Linked DNA regions of Mus musculus: regions 2 and 3 are each linked to region 1. Evidence: chromatin contacts called from public Hi-C and HiChIP or PLAC-seq data. All regions are on one chromosome and are shown on one strand. Each heading gives the region's core, a stretch centred on a gene start, on an enhancer-like site or on the middle of the called end of the contact. The rest is flanking DNA. Distances are from core to core; before and after follow the strand shown.

The links. Hi-C and Micro-C count contacts between places; a contact is called where the count stands out from the background. HiChIP or PLAC-seq counts read pairs in DNA pulled down with a chosen protein or histone mark.
Region 2: a contact with region 1 is called in a Hi-C map of bone marrow-derived macrophages, with 28 read pairs. The contact joins the enhancer-like site here to the promoter of P2ry2 in region 1. A contact is called at or near these places in 8 of 39 promoter capture datasets (the 3T3-L1 cell line, embryonic stem cells, hippocampal neurons and 4 more), 2 of 484 Hi-C or Micro-C datasets (bone marrow-derived macrophages and nephron progenitors), 6 of 115 datasets of contacts at active chromatin or transcription factors (CD8 T cells, the HPC-7 cell line, bone marrow-derived macrophages and 2 more) and 4 of 9 other capture datasets (adipose tissue, liver, macrophages and 1 more).
Region 3: a contact with region 1 is called in an H3K4me3 HiChIP or PLAC-seq map of microglia, with 6 times the contacts expected there. The contact joins the enhancer-like site here to the promoter of P2ry2 in region 1. A contact is called at or near these places in 12 of 39 promoter capture datasets (the 3T3-L1 cell line, the HPC-7 cell line, HPC-7-derived erythroid cells and 7 more), 1 of 15 datasets of contacts at CTCF or cohesin (large pre-B cells), 1 of 484 Hi-C or Micro-C datasets (bone marrow-derived macrophages), 9 of 115 datasets of contacts at active chromatin or transcription factors (CD8 T cells, the HPC-7 cell line, bone marrow-derived macrophages and 4 more) and 4 of 9 other capture datasets (adipose tissue, liver, macrophages and 1 more).

What each region holds. Positions count from the first base shown.
Region 1 is chr7:101,009,723-101,014,300 of GRCm38.p6, reverse strand. P2ry2 (purinergic receptor P2Y, G-protein coupled 2) reads left to right here and starts at 2,303. Exons shown (of 3, transcript NM_008773.4): 1 at 2,303-2,589.
Region 2 is chr7:101,210,962-101,215,412 of GRCm38.p6, reverse strand. The region is part of intron 8 of Fchsd2 (FCH and double SH3 domains 2); the gene reads right to left. Among named protein-coding and RNA genes, the nearest start is that of Gm50587, 45 kb to the left of the region's middle. Within about 2 kb of position 1,687, at least 48 of the 459 cell types and tissues checked have an H3K27ac peak or open chromatin away from gene starts, as enhancers often do. A contact at or near this core is called in CD8 T cells and bone marrow-derived macrophages, where this site is marked.
Region 3 is chr7:101,228,753-101,232,791 of GRCm38.p6, reverse strand. The region is part of intron 8 of Fchsd2 (FCH and double SH3 domains 2); the gene reads right to left. Among named protein-coding and RNA genes, the nearest start is that of Gm50587, 28 kb to the left of the region's middle. Within about 2 kb of position 2,296, at least 15 of the 459 cell types and tissues checked have an H3K27ac peak or open chromatin away from gene starts, as enhancers often do. A contact at or near this core is called in the HPC-7 cell line, bone marrow-derived macrophages and microglia, where this site is marked.

The sequences.
Region 1 (4,578 bases), core at 1,054-3,553:
GATTCTCAGAGCAGGAGGTTTTCTCATGGGATGGGGATGCCTGCCAGCCGGCAAATGCTTGCTCAGGGATGGAGAGACAGGAAACCTTCTAATGTGAGGTGGGCCGGGGGAGCCAGGACTGGCGCTTTGACAATCCCCTCCTGAACTTCTGTTGCTAATGCAGATGCCCCTGTGGCTTCATTACACTTCACAGGGACCATTACAGCGCCTGGGCCTTACCATTAGCCTGCTTTGGCTGCGAGATTCAGGGAGACGCCCTCAGTGCTGGTCTACACTTCATAGGGTACTCACTGTGTCTCACAGAGCTCCCATTTCCTGGCTGGATCAATAGAGGTTCTAAACTCTTTCAGTTGCAAACTCTCAAGTCCAGAGTACGTGAAAATATGAACGCAAATGTGCTCAAACTGGAATGCGATGGGGGTGGGGGTGGGGGTGGGGGTGGGGGTGGGGGGTGGGTAGGGAAGTCTACTGGATTTGGTGATCTACAAAATCTGAGGATTGGGAAACCTAACCTCCCAGGCTCTTCTGAGAGGGGATACTCACTCTGCAGACCCAGAAAGCTCAGGATCATGGGCAAGACCCCAAATAAGGACATTTAGTCAGAACAGCAAGACAGGAGTACATAACACATTGTGCAGAAAAGAAGATGGAGAGCCAGGCGTGGTAGCACATGCCTAGAATATCAGCTCTCAAGAGGCTGAGTCAGGAGGACTGCTGAATGAGGCCAGCCTGAATTACATGGTGAGTTCAAGGCCAACAGGGCCTACATAGGGAGATCCTAGCTATAAACAAACAAACAAACAACAAAAAGAGGGCTGAATCTTAGAAAGTAGACACAGAAAAAGTGAAGGAAGACTTGAATCTGAGTACTCGGGCTTTACCAGGTCACCTGACATGATGTCATGTACCTTGGGAATGTCGTTTCTTTGGCTATAAAGTAAAGGAATTGGACCACAGCAAGGGTAAAGTCCAAGACTGCCCACTGTCCAGCCTGTGGGTCTTCTAGAGGCTAGGATCCATCCTGGGTCCTAGGGGAAGCAGCAGAAAAAGACCTGACGGCTCAGAAGGGAGATCAGGAAAAGGAAATCCGCTGGGATTTCAATAACCAGAAAGACTTCCCTCACACGAGGACCCTAAAGCCACAAGGGTGGCTGTGGAGAGATCTAGATTTCTGGAAGCTGCCTGCACCAGCTCCCATAGCCAGCAGAGGTTAGACAAGGAGCCTTTGTGTCTGCTCAAAGGCCCCAGGAGGCTGCAGAGAGGCTCAGCCACCCAGCTCTGTGTATTCACCCTTCTCACTCTGGACAGGGCTGCAGATCGGACCCTTTCTGGACCCCTCCAGGGGCTGCGAATGGGACTTTAGTCAGCGGATACACAACTAACAAAGTCTACAGCCCTTGGGCAGAGAGCAAACTCCTCACCATAGGAAAAGGCTTGTTCTGAACTTGTCCGTTTATTTGGCCACCCCAAGACTCCCTGGATGGACACGAAAAGTAGGATCATGGAAGGACTGGCTTCATTTCGCAGAAAATGTGTCTTACAGTGCTAAAGGTGGCCTAGAACTTATACTAACAGATGCCTGAGTCAGAAATGGGAGGGGGCAGACACCCTCTCATTCATCCACCCCTTCACAGGACAGCAGTGAGGTGGCTGGTGTGGTCCTTGCCTTTTTGAGCTCAAACTAGGACAGGAATGGGGTTTGTGACTACAGAAAGTCTTCAGAGCAGGCCAGAGAGAAGAATTGAGGCAGTTCAAGATGAGAGATCAAACTAAACCAGGACTTCATGGACCCGTTAGTGACCTGAACGAAGAGCAAAAGCAGACGGAGGTGGTGAAGCCGGCAAAGATTTCTGCTGGTACCAGCAGTCTGAAAGCACATCCATCTGTCCATCCGTAAGTGACGCGGGATGGGGCAGCAGCGGAGGGAAGGCTGAGGGTCAGTATAAAGGTCCATCGGTGGGCAGTGACAGGAGCCAGGCCAGCACAAAGCAAACCTTGTAAAACTTGGGCGTCGCTGAAAATCGGTGAGCTAAGCAGGTGACCTCTGCTCAGCCAGGACGGTCGCCTTCCGCCTCTCCTTGCTCAACAGCCGTGGCGGACACGCTGACCGGCGGCGACACTGACCGACCGCGTCCCCAAGCGGGTGGCAGACTGGAAGCATCTGTTTAGAAGGGTTGGGGGCGGCTCCGGCGTCTGCCCAGAGTCTGCCCCGCCCTCCTGCTCACAGCCAGGCTATGGGGTGCGGAGCGGGGCGGAGTAGGGCGGGGACCGCGGCGCTTCCAGGCACGTGGGACCCTGCGCCACTCGGCATGGGACTCGGGCACCAGGAACAGCGGCGGCAGCCCTTGGAGGGGACCAGCGCAGCGGGGAGGTGAGAGGTGCTTCCTAGAGGGGAGCGGACACCAAGAGAGGTCGCCAAGTGAGGCCTGGGGACGGGAGCGCCGGTCGAGTCAGCGCCAAACAGGGAGAGCCCATTACGTGACTGTCCCGAGGGCTCGGGCTCCCAGCCCTTGTACTGCGCAAAACTGGGCGGTGAGAGCCGGCTGCCGGTGCGCTGATGAACTTTGTTTCCTCTAGAGCGTGATCTCGGTGAGTGTCATCTTGGTGTGTTTACCAGCATACTGGGGGAATCTGTGTGTTAGTGGGCAAATGCGCACACCCTTAGGGTGTGAGTGACTGAACTTAGTCTGTGTGTACCCCTGGGGCGTAAGTCTGTGGGCTAAGAGACCTGGGAATCCTGGAGACTTCTTGCGCTTGGACTCTTAACTCTCCCCAGAGTCAGTCTGGGTAGCTCACTCGGTGTCAGTGAGGTGTCAGTGAGGAACCGGAGGCAGTGGCAGCAGCGGCGGGGTTGTGGGGTTGGGAGTGGGGGGTGCGGTGGGGTGGGAATGTGGGTTGCTAGTGCAATTTCATATAAGGACAGTTAAGACTTTGATCTGTCTGGAAACTTTTAATCGGGCAGGTGGTGCTGTATGAAGGGTCAGGCAGAAGAAAGACAGTGTTCACCTCACTAGGGCTACAGTGTGTGTGTGTGTGTGTGTGTGTGTGTGTGTGTGTGTGTGTGTGTTACTGATCTCCAGGAGCTAGACCCAAGTGTAGATCCTTCTGGGAACTAGCCTTTCCAGTTTGGAGATTTATAGGGCTAGGTGACTGCTGTGCTCAGAATGGCATCCCTAGAGTCCCTGGGTCAGCAGCCTTGTTTTGGATCAAGTTTGGAATAGTGGCTTTTGAAGATCAGGCTGGGGCGGCAGGGAAGTGGCAATTATCTGTGGGTGGGAGTGGGAGGAAGGAGAGTCTCTGAACAGACTCTACACTGCTGCCAGTGTGGGTCCTGCATGAGGGCTGGGGACAAGCCCTGCTGCGGAGGTCTGCCCCTCTCCTTTTCCATGCTTTGGATACTCCAGAGTTTTGAGGACATGGGCAGGTTGGCATACTGGGTAATCCTCAGAAATGGCTGCCCAGATGCAGAGTGAGGTTGTGGCCTTTCCGGGATCCCTTTTGCCCACCTACCCCAGGCACCAGATGAGCATGTGAGGATGTCACCAAGGCCTCATGGGTGACACCAGGAGTTCTTTAATTTCCTGGCTGTAGTCTTTCTTCTTAATGAGAAGTGCTTATGCTACTATTGGAATGTTGTTGAACTGTTACTTGTTACAGTTTATAAGAATCCCTCATCTTTTCCTCCTAAAGGCCCCATGAGAAAGGAACTATTGCCTTTATTTTGTAGATCAGAAAATAGAGGCTTGGAGAATGTCTTCTCTAAGGTCACAAAGCTACATAAATAAAACCTGGGACTCCGCTTACCTGCCCCAGCTGAGGCCTCCCTGCCCAGGGCCAAAGTTTCAGGATGAGGCAGTGCTACTTATTTCTAGGCTGAGGGGAGTTTGATTTCTCCAGTGTCTCACTCTGTGTCCTGGATGTCAGTCTATGGACCAGGCTGACCCCCAACTCGCGGAGACCTGTCCATAGCCTAACTCTGGAACTCTAGGATTAAAGGCAAGCACCACCATGCCTGGCTGCCCCCAGGAGCCTTTCTTTGGGTCTTTCTTGTGGCCTAATTGCCCAGCTGTTTATGGGATGACCACCATTATCCCCAGGTCTGCTCACAGGACCAGGAAGATCTTGCTGACCTGCTAACTAAGAAGTGCCCTCTGATGCATCTCTTCTCTCTCCTAACTGCCTTCCCTGAGCCTGTCTGTGCACCCTTTAACCTATAGTTTCCTCCTGAGATGCCTTTGGGTCCCTAAGCCATCAGAAGAGCCTAATGGGAAGAACATGGCTGCAAGACCCTCCTTACTCTCTAGAGAAGGTGGTTAGTTATATTATGAAGCCCGGCCATCTCTTTCTCACTTTGTCCTTATTATCTGGCACAGATGGAGCACATAGCAGGTGCCGGGGAGTAGTTGGGAAATGAGCAACCAGGTGCTGTGGGTATTCAGAAGAGAAAGGTCTTGATCCATGAAGAGTCGCTGTAGTGGATCCCCCTGTCCCAAGACAAGGTCTTATGAAGCCTAGGCTGGCCTTGAACTCAGTGTGTAGAATGACCTTAAACTTCTAATCTTTCTGCTTCCACCTCTT
Region 2 (4,451 bases), core at 438-2,937, 200 kb before region 1:
CTGTATGAGAAGTATTATCTTGTAGGAACCATCATAATTTGGAGTCTCTCTAGTTTAGTCATTTAGTCTTTATCCCAACTAATATAAACTTAGTATGTTTCAGTAGAATACTGCTGTAACAGAAGACTAACAGAAGTGGTATCTGCTGAGTGGTAGTGTAGAAAGCAGCAAGGAGATGTGCTGCAAGACTGGGAAGCAGGCCAGGATTATAAACCTTGTGTTTTAGGGCAGCATCTCTAACCCTCCTGTCTGCTAGGACCCTCACCTAGATGTAAAGCACAAGACTTAATGTAAAGCATTTAGCTCAATTGTCACGTATTGTTACTGTCATGCATTTTTAAAAACTGAGTTTGTTGTGGCTAAGAGATGGCTCAAAGGTTGAGTGCTTGCTGCTCTTGCAGAGGACCAGAGTTAGGTTCCCAGCACCTCCATCAGGCAGGCAATTCACAAGTCTGTGACTCTAATTCCCAGAGGATCTGATTCCCTCTAGCCTTCGTGGGCACCTACATGTACATGGTGCACATAAATTCATATAGGTGTGCGTGTGCGTGTGTGTACTTGAGGGAGGGTGTTAAAATTTGGAATTGTTAAATCTATTACTATTTTTCCATGTATCACTTGTCTTTGCTTTAAAATCACACTCTAACACTCACTAAGCTTGGATAAATATTCACTCATATTTTTGTCTATTTTTCACAAATATACTATCAAATATAGGCTGGTATGCTGTAAAAAGCCCTTTTATTTTTTACATTTTTTATTGGTTATTTTATGTATTGACATTTCAAATGTTATCCTCCTTCCCAGTTTCTCCACCACAAACCCCTATCCTCTCCCCCATCCCCCTGCCTTTATGAGGGAGCTCCTCCATCTGCCCACCCACTCCTGCCTCATTGCCCTAGCATTCCCCTACCCTGGGTCATTGAGCCTCCACTGGACAAAGGGGCTCCCCTCCCAGTGATGCCCGATAAGGCAGTCCTCTTCTACATATCCAGCTGGAGCCATGGGTCCCTGGTGTGTACTCTTTGGTTAAAAAGCACTTTTTAAGAGTCTAAACATTCTATCTTTCATAATCTTTCACTTTTCCACTGACTTGAAGTCTATTTTCAGTCTTATAAATTCTAAATATCTAGCTGCAATTAATCATGGCTTAAGAGGAAATGAGGCAAACCCAGTATAGCAGATAAAATTCCCTTTTCCGTGCAGCTGATGGAAAAAAAATCCTAGCTGACAAAAATCACACACACACACACACACACAAAAACCCCATATGCTTCCTTCACTTAAAAAACAAACTTCTGAATTTACACTCTCAACAGGTACAGTTTAGAAGAGTTCTATTCGGGGTAAGAACAACAACAAAAAAAACCTCCCCAGTTTCCTGGTACATTTGCATATTTTACCAAAGGCTAGGAGGAGGAAGAGCACCAAAAGTGTCCTCTGGAAACTCCCCATGAACCACAACTGTATTGGTCCTGCTTGGTCACTCAAGACAAAGCAAACACTCTCTATTTTAGTGCTAGAAAGATAAATAAGGTCTCTAAGGGGAAAGCTAATATTAGTTTTCACTGGTTCAGAGTAGAAACTATTGTAATCTTGTTCTCTTTTTCTTAAGATTTATTTATGTTATTTTATATGTATGAATGTTTTGCTCACATGTATGTCTATGCACCACTCATATGCCTGGTGCCTGTGAGATCAGAAGGAGGTGTCAGATCCTCTGTGAGTTACAGATGGTTGTGAGGTACCATGTGGGTGTTGGGAATTGAACCCTGGTTCTCTGTAAGAACAAAGCTCTTACCTGCTGATCTATTTCTGTCGCCCTCTCTTGTTCCTTACTTATACCCTCATCTTTACTTTGAAGTGATAAATTAACTAAGAAATGTAAGAAGTTACTTCTGAGACACTGAGTTTCATTAGTAAGATGATGAAAGGTAAAAAGAAAAATGTGTATCTGAAGAACCCCTCTACTGCAATTTATGCACAGGGTATTGCTAGCCACAGTTCTGCAGATGGGTAAAGAAGATCTCACCAGTTCACAAGCAGAGTGAAATGATCAGTGTACTTTGGAGGAGGGCTCCTGTAGCAAAACAATGCATACATACATAGTTATTTGAATTCAGAATTTTGAAACAAGGTCTCATATGGTAACACATGCTGGCCTTGAAACCAAAGTGATTCTTGTCTTAGTCACCCTGAACATCCATGTGCTTATATTGCAAGGTTGAACTGATACACCTGGCATGACTTCTTCCTATGGTCAAGAGTTCACCTTATCTAAAGCCTTAGATGTCTCGATGTAAACACAACTACTCTTCTACTTGTTTTACATGAAATTTCAAAACTTGTGTTACTAAAAGTGGAAAGGGCAAGAGGAACTTATGTATTGGTGTCTCAATAGAAGTTGAAACAAAGAAGGTACTAGATAGTAAGAAAATTAATGTGCTAGAAGACACAAGATAGTTCTCGGTCAGAAAGGCTATTAGGAAGGAAATTCTTTGAGACATGATGCAGAGAAGACCTAACATGCCCAGAAACTAGGGCAGCAAGCAAACCCCAGATCTTAGTGTTCCACATACTTCTCAATTCCATTAATAGCTTGTGTTAAGATCTCTAATCTCAAATTCAATTTTATTTTAAGACAGGGTCTCTCTATTTAACCCTTGGCTGTCCTAGAACTCACTATATTGGCCAGGCTAGCCGGGAACTCATAGAAATCAGCCTGCCTCTGCCTTCCACTATAGAGTGCTGGGATTAAAGCTGCACAACACCATGCCCAGCTCAAATTAAAATTTTAAAGCATCTGAACTTGGAAAGCTAACTCCTCTCAATAACATCAGCTTTGAGCTTATGTGATACTAAATCTTCTTGTAACTGAGTAAAACGCCTCATTTATAGCTATATGAAAGATAATATGCTATAATAACAAAGCCAGCATGGTACTGGCACAAAACAGACATAAAGCAATAGAACAGAATGGAGGACCCAGAAATAAACCCACACATTAATAAGCACCCATCTTAGACAAATCATCATAAATACTCATTGGAAATGAAGGAATTTAACAAATGGTCCTTTGAAAACTAGGTGTCCACATATAAGAGCGAAACTAGATCCTTAATCTGACCAAAAATCAATTCAAAATGGAGCCAAATATGGAACCAGACTAAAAAGCTGAATGAATAAAAAGATGCTATAAAAATGAATACTTACATGAACAATGGGATTTTATTAAGCTGTAAAGAAGAATGTAATGATGACTTTTGCATGAAAATGGATGGAACCAGAGATTATGTTAAGTAAAATAAACCAGACTCAGAATAACAAACACTGCATTTTTCATCTGTAGAATCTAGATTAAATTTACATGGGCACAACATGCACCTCTGACCCCACACACACATGACATAAATGTAGAAAGAGAATTATAAAAGAAGAGGAAAGGATCTAAACTGGAAGAGGTTGGTGAAGGGCAAATAACTAAGTATAACAGTGAGTATGAGTCTGAGTGTGTGAAAATGTCACTGTGAAAATTATCATGCCATATACTATAAGAATAAAATAATGCTACCATATCACTAAATAAATTTCATCCAAATTAACTTACTAAACTTGAAACAAAAATATGTCTCACTTAAAATTTTAACTAAAGGGGCTGGAGAGATGGCTCAGTGGTTAAGAGCACTAACTGCTCTTCCGAAGGTCCTGAGTTCAAATCCCAGCAACCACATGATGGCTCACAACCATCCGTAACAAGATCTGACAGCCTCTTCTGGAGTGTCTGAAGGCAGCTACAGTGTACTTACATATAATAAATAAATAAATCTTAAAAAAATTTTTTTTAACTAAACATAAAATTCACTTATTATATCTGGTCCTTAAGTGAAACCTGTTTGCCATGTCCCTTTTTTTTTAAAAGTTACAACTCTCAGTACTATAGCATCCATTTTGTAGGCTACTCAAAAGTTCTCTCAGCCTTGATAAAGTTGGTGGTAGATATGGAAGATCAGCACAGAGTACGCAATAATGAAGAAACTTGAGGGGTTGAAATATACTCCGATAAAATGCAGATAGAAAAAGCTTTGGTAAGATTTCTGAAGCTGCAGAAGGCTAACCAGAAATCTGAGAATGAATGAACTGGCTGGGCAGGACATCCATATCTGTCATTCATCATTCTTGCCCACCTCTGATTTAAAGTACTTTTGAGTTGGTTTCACCATGGAATAAGCAGATACATGGTGACCTGGGAATGGGAAGACACCATGCCTGTGAATTGTGCCTTACTCACACCTAATTCTTTCCATCATCAATACTACAATGTCAGAGACTAGACTTTCATGTGCATTTTTAAAATATGATCTTTGTCTTTCCTTTTTTTTTTTTTTTTGCTTACTCTATAGGCCTAGTGAACGCAGGTGTTTCCAGCTAATTCTGTGGTCTTGTCTGGGTGC
Region 3 (4,039 bases), core at 1,047-3,546, 220 kb before region 1:
GTGTGTGTGTGTGTTATTCATTGTGCTCTTTATTGGTATTATTGTTGATATTTTATTATTTTATGTGGATGAGTGTTCGCCTGAATGTCTGTCTGTACACACATAGAGTGTACAGTGTTCATGGCAGTCAGAAGAGAACATCAGATCTCCTTAGACTGGAGTTACTTGTCTGTGAGTCCCTTACATGTTTTGCTATATACTGATCTATTTTCTATGGCGAATTATCTAATTCAAACCTTTGGCTTTTTTTTTTTTTTGAGACAGGGTCTCCTGTAGCACCACTTGAACTTGTAATACAACTAAAAGTACTTCCAACTTTCAAAGAAAAATATTTACTTACAGAAGACATACATGCATCATGGTGCATATGTGGCAGTCAGAGTACAATTCTGATTTTTTTTCCCCGCTGTGCTGCAGAATCTGGGGATCCAACTCAGATTGTTAGGCCTGCACACAAGTGCCTCTACCCACTTAGCCATCTCACTGGCCCACCCTTAGCTTTTGACCCTTTAGTTTCCACCTGAGATTCCAGGTATGTGCTGCCACACCTGGTTTATACAGTAATAGAAACTGAACTGCTGGCCAAATAGTTCACTAACTGAGCTACATCTCCAGCCTCTGCTTCATACATCTCAGTTGGAGTCTATTTCTGATTTCAAATGGCAATAACTCTTTATGTATTGTATATAGCAGAGTTTTGCAAGATAAATAATTTGTAAATATTTCCTTTCATTTTATGGGCTGCTCTTTTCACTTTCTCAAGTATCTTTTGAAAAACGTGTTTTAAACCAAGTGGTGGAGGGATACATCATTAATCCCAGCACTTTAATCTCAGGGAGAGGCAGGGGATCTCTGAGTTCAAAGCCAGCCTGACCTACAGATTGAGTTCTAGGACAGTCAGGGCTAAATTATGATATCTAACATTGTTCTTCTTTCTTTTATTCCTTGAATGTTATTTATTTATTTTATTCCTTGTATGTTAGTATGTTATTTATAAGAATCATGTATATAAATTTTACAATAATTATTTTTGTACTTTGTGTCTGGCTTTTACATCAAGCTTTTAATATAAAATTGACTTGAAATAAAACAAAACCTGTCCCCGAAGCAGAGTAATAGTGCTGAATCTTCTTTTACCACTAGATGGCACCATTGAGTACTATAAACAGGCAGTGCAAATAAATGCCTTAAATATATTTAAAAAATTTTAATTAGATATTTTCTTTATTTACATTTCAAATCTTATCCCCTTTCCTAGTTTCCTCTCCAAAAATCTCCTATCTCCTCCCCCCCCCCCCCGCTCCCCAACCCACCCACTCCAACTTCCTGGCCCTGGCATTCCCCTATACTAGAAATGCCTTAAATATAAACTTCAAATAGTTATGAACATTTTGGACACTGTAGTGTGTTGAGATGGAATTAAAATTTCTACCTTAAATCATGATTTTCATGAATTTGTTTTAAAAAGAGACATGTTTTCTGATATGAAGTTTTTGACTTAGAAATATTCTTAGTAGCTCATCCTAATAATCTTGTTTGGAAGAAATAGCTCATTTTACCTATATACAAGACATGATAATATAGGTATCATGAACAAGGCGTGCAGTTTAAGGTGAACTATATTCCTATGTAGTCTGAATGATATTGCTATTGAGTGTCAACTGTACTTAGGCATTATACTAGCTATCTGAGTATGAGTACCAGAAAACAGGGAAGAAAGGAAAGAAATCAAAGCTTTTTAACAGTTAACTAGCAGTGCTAGTGATCAAACCTTTGCACTTCGCACATGCAAAGTGTACACTCTAACACAGAGCTATACTGCTAACCTACCAAGTTCTTTTGTTATTTCTTAGCAATTTCCTATTCCAGTTATTTCTGCCAACCCATTTCCTTTCAAGATAGTATTACATAGCCCTGGGTGGTCTGAATCTCACTATGAATACCAGGCTAGTCTCAAATTCACAGAGATCTGCCTGACTCTGTCTCTGGAGTGCTCAGATAAAAGGTATATGTAACCATGCCTGGTCCTGACATCCCACTTCGCACTGCATCAGGGAGGATACCCCTGACTTGTATTTTATATGACTGACTATTCAACACTCTTCCCTGGCCAGGCATTATGTTCAGGATAGGTTTTGTTTGTTTTGAACTTTACCACTGACCGAATAGTTTGGACATGGCTTCTGTCTGACCCCTTGTTCACCTGTTTGCCATTTCCCTTCCCTGCAACACTTTCCCTAAACTAAGCCTCTCTGAGCTCTACCAGCACTTCTCTTGCCTCTGAGCTCACATGTCACATGTCACAGGCCCTTTCCTCATCCTCTCTCCCTGCCTTGCTCATTATCATTCAGCCTTAAGGGCTTCTCTTGATCGCTGTGAACTCTGGATGGTTCTTGTCTTTTTACCTCGTGGCTTTATCTTGTGCTTCTGACGCTTGCCTGTCCTTCTTTTGGTTATTGAACTCTATGAACAGGAAGGGCCATGCCAGTCTGTTTAGCATTGAATCTTGAGGGTCAAACATGGAGCCTGAAATACTGACAATGTTCAGCAAATAACTGTTTGATAAGTAACGTATTGGATCAGAATTTATAGGTTTAAAACTATGGGTGAATCCACATTAGCCCTCATGACTGAAAAGCCTGATGGTATTACAGCAAAAGAGAAGCAACTGAGTTCACAAACTGTACGATGTGGAAGGTCCTAAACTTAAAAAAAAAAAAGTGTGTGTGCACTAAATAAAACGTTGCCTTCTTTTTCCCTTTTATTATTACAAAATAACTATAGTTTATATCAACCATATTCCAAACTCTGTCTTTTGGTTATATTATAAGAAAAACCTTGATTTGCACTGATAATTGATTATAAATAATTAATACTTTGCCTTCCTATATTTTTATTCCTCTTCAACACAGATCAAAAGCCTTATAGTAGACTGCTGAGACCCTACTGTCTTGGGTCCTGAAACCCTGACTAGGGATGGTGAGGGAATGAAGAAAGGACGCACAGACAACACACAGCAAAGCAGGGGTCAGATGGGGTACTACTACTTGCTACCGTGGGCAACTCAGAACCTCAGTGTGTTTTTTAGGGACTGGACGTGGGGAGGGGCTAGTCTTGTAAACAGCAGTCAGGCTGAGGCTGTAAATATCTGGGAGGAGGGAGCTTCAGTTGCTGCTTTCAGAGGTCACTTCCTTACACACAAGACTCTGGAGGAAAGCTTTTCCCTCTTGAACCTGGCCCACATGGCAATGGCTTTGACAATTTCCCATGGGTCCAAGGCCTTGGAGACCTTGGCATGGCTGTGCCCATGTTGACACTACACATTCACCCAGGACTACACACACTCAGGGCTTCCTCTGCTTCCTATAGTAGACAATTTTTTATTTTAAAGTTGATCAAGCAAATACAAATGATAATATGTTTCTTAAATTTTTAAAGTAAAAACTATTCTTAAAAATTATTTTTAATTATTTGTATCTGTGGATGCTCATGGAGACTAGGGGTATCAGATCCCCTGCTTGGAGCAGGCAACTGTAAGCAGCCTAATGCAGGTGCTGGCATGTGTACTTGGGTCCTACTGTGCCATCACCCTGTTCCCTTAAAGTAAGAACTATTTAAATGGTAAACGATAGGAGAAGCAAAACTCTGAAGGTGTGACATGGGCATACATAGTGATGGTTCATGTGAATAGTAATTTACGTGCTCTGTATGACTTCCTGGATTGCCTCTAATACTTAAAACTTTAGTAGGTAAGTCATCCAAGTGTATCTTTCAAAACTTTTGACTATTTAATATGAGTTTTCAGTGGCTTTTAAAATTATTTTATGTGTATCAGTGTTTTGGCTGCATGTATCTATGTGTACTATGTGCAAGCCCAGTGCCCACGGAGATCAGAAGAAGGTGATGGAACTCCTGAGACTAAAATTACATACAGATGGTTGTGTGCCACCATGTAGGTGCTGGGAATCATGCCAGGGTCCTCTGTAAGATCAAGAAGTGTTCCTAACTGTGGAACCAACTATTCATCCCCTTAATACAA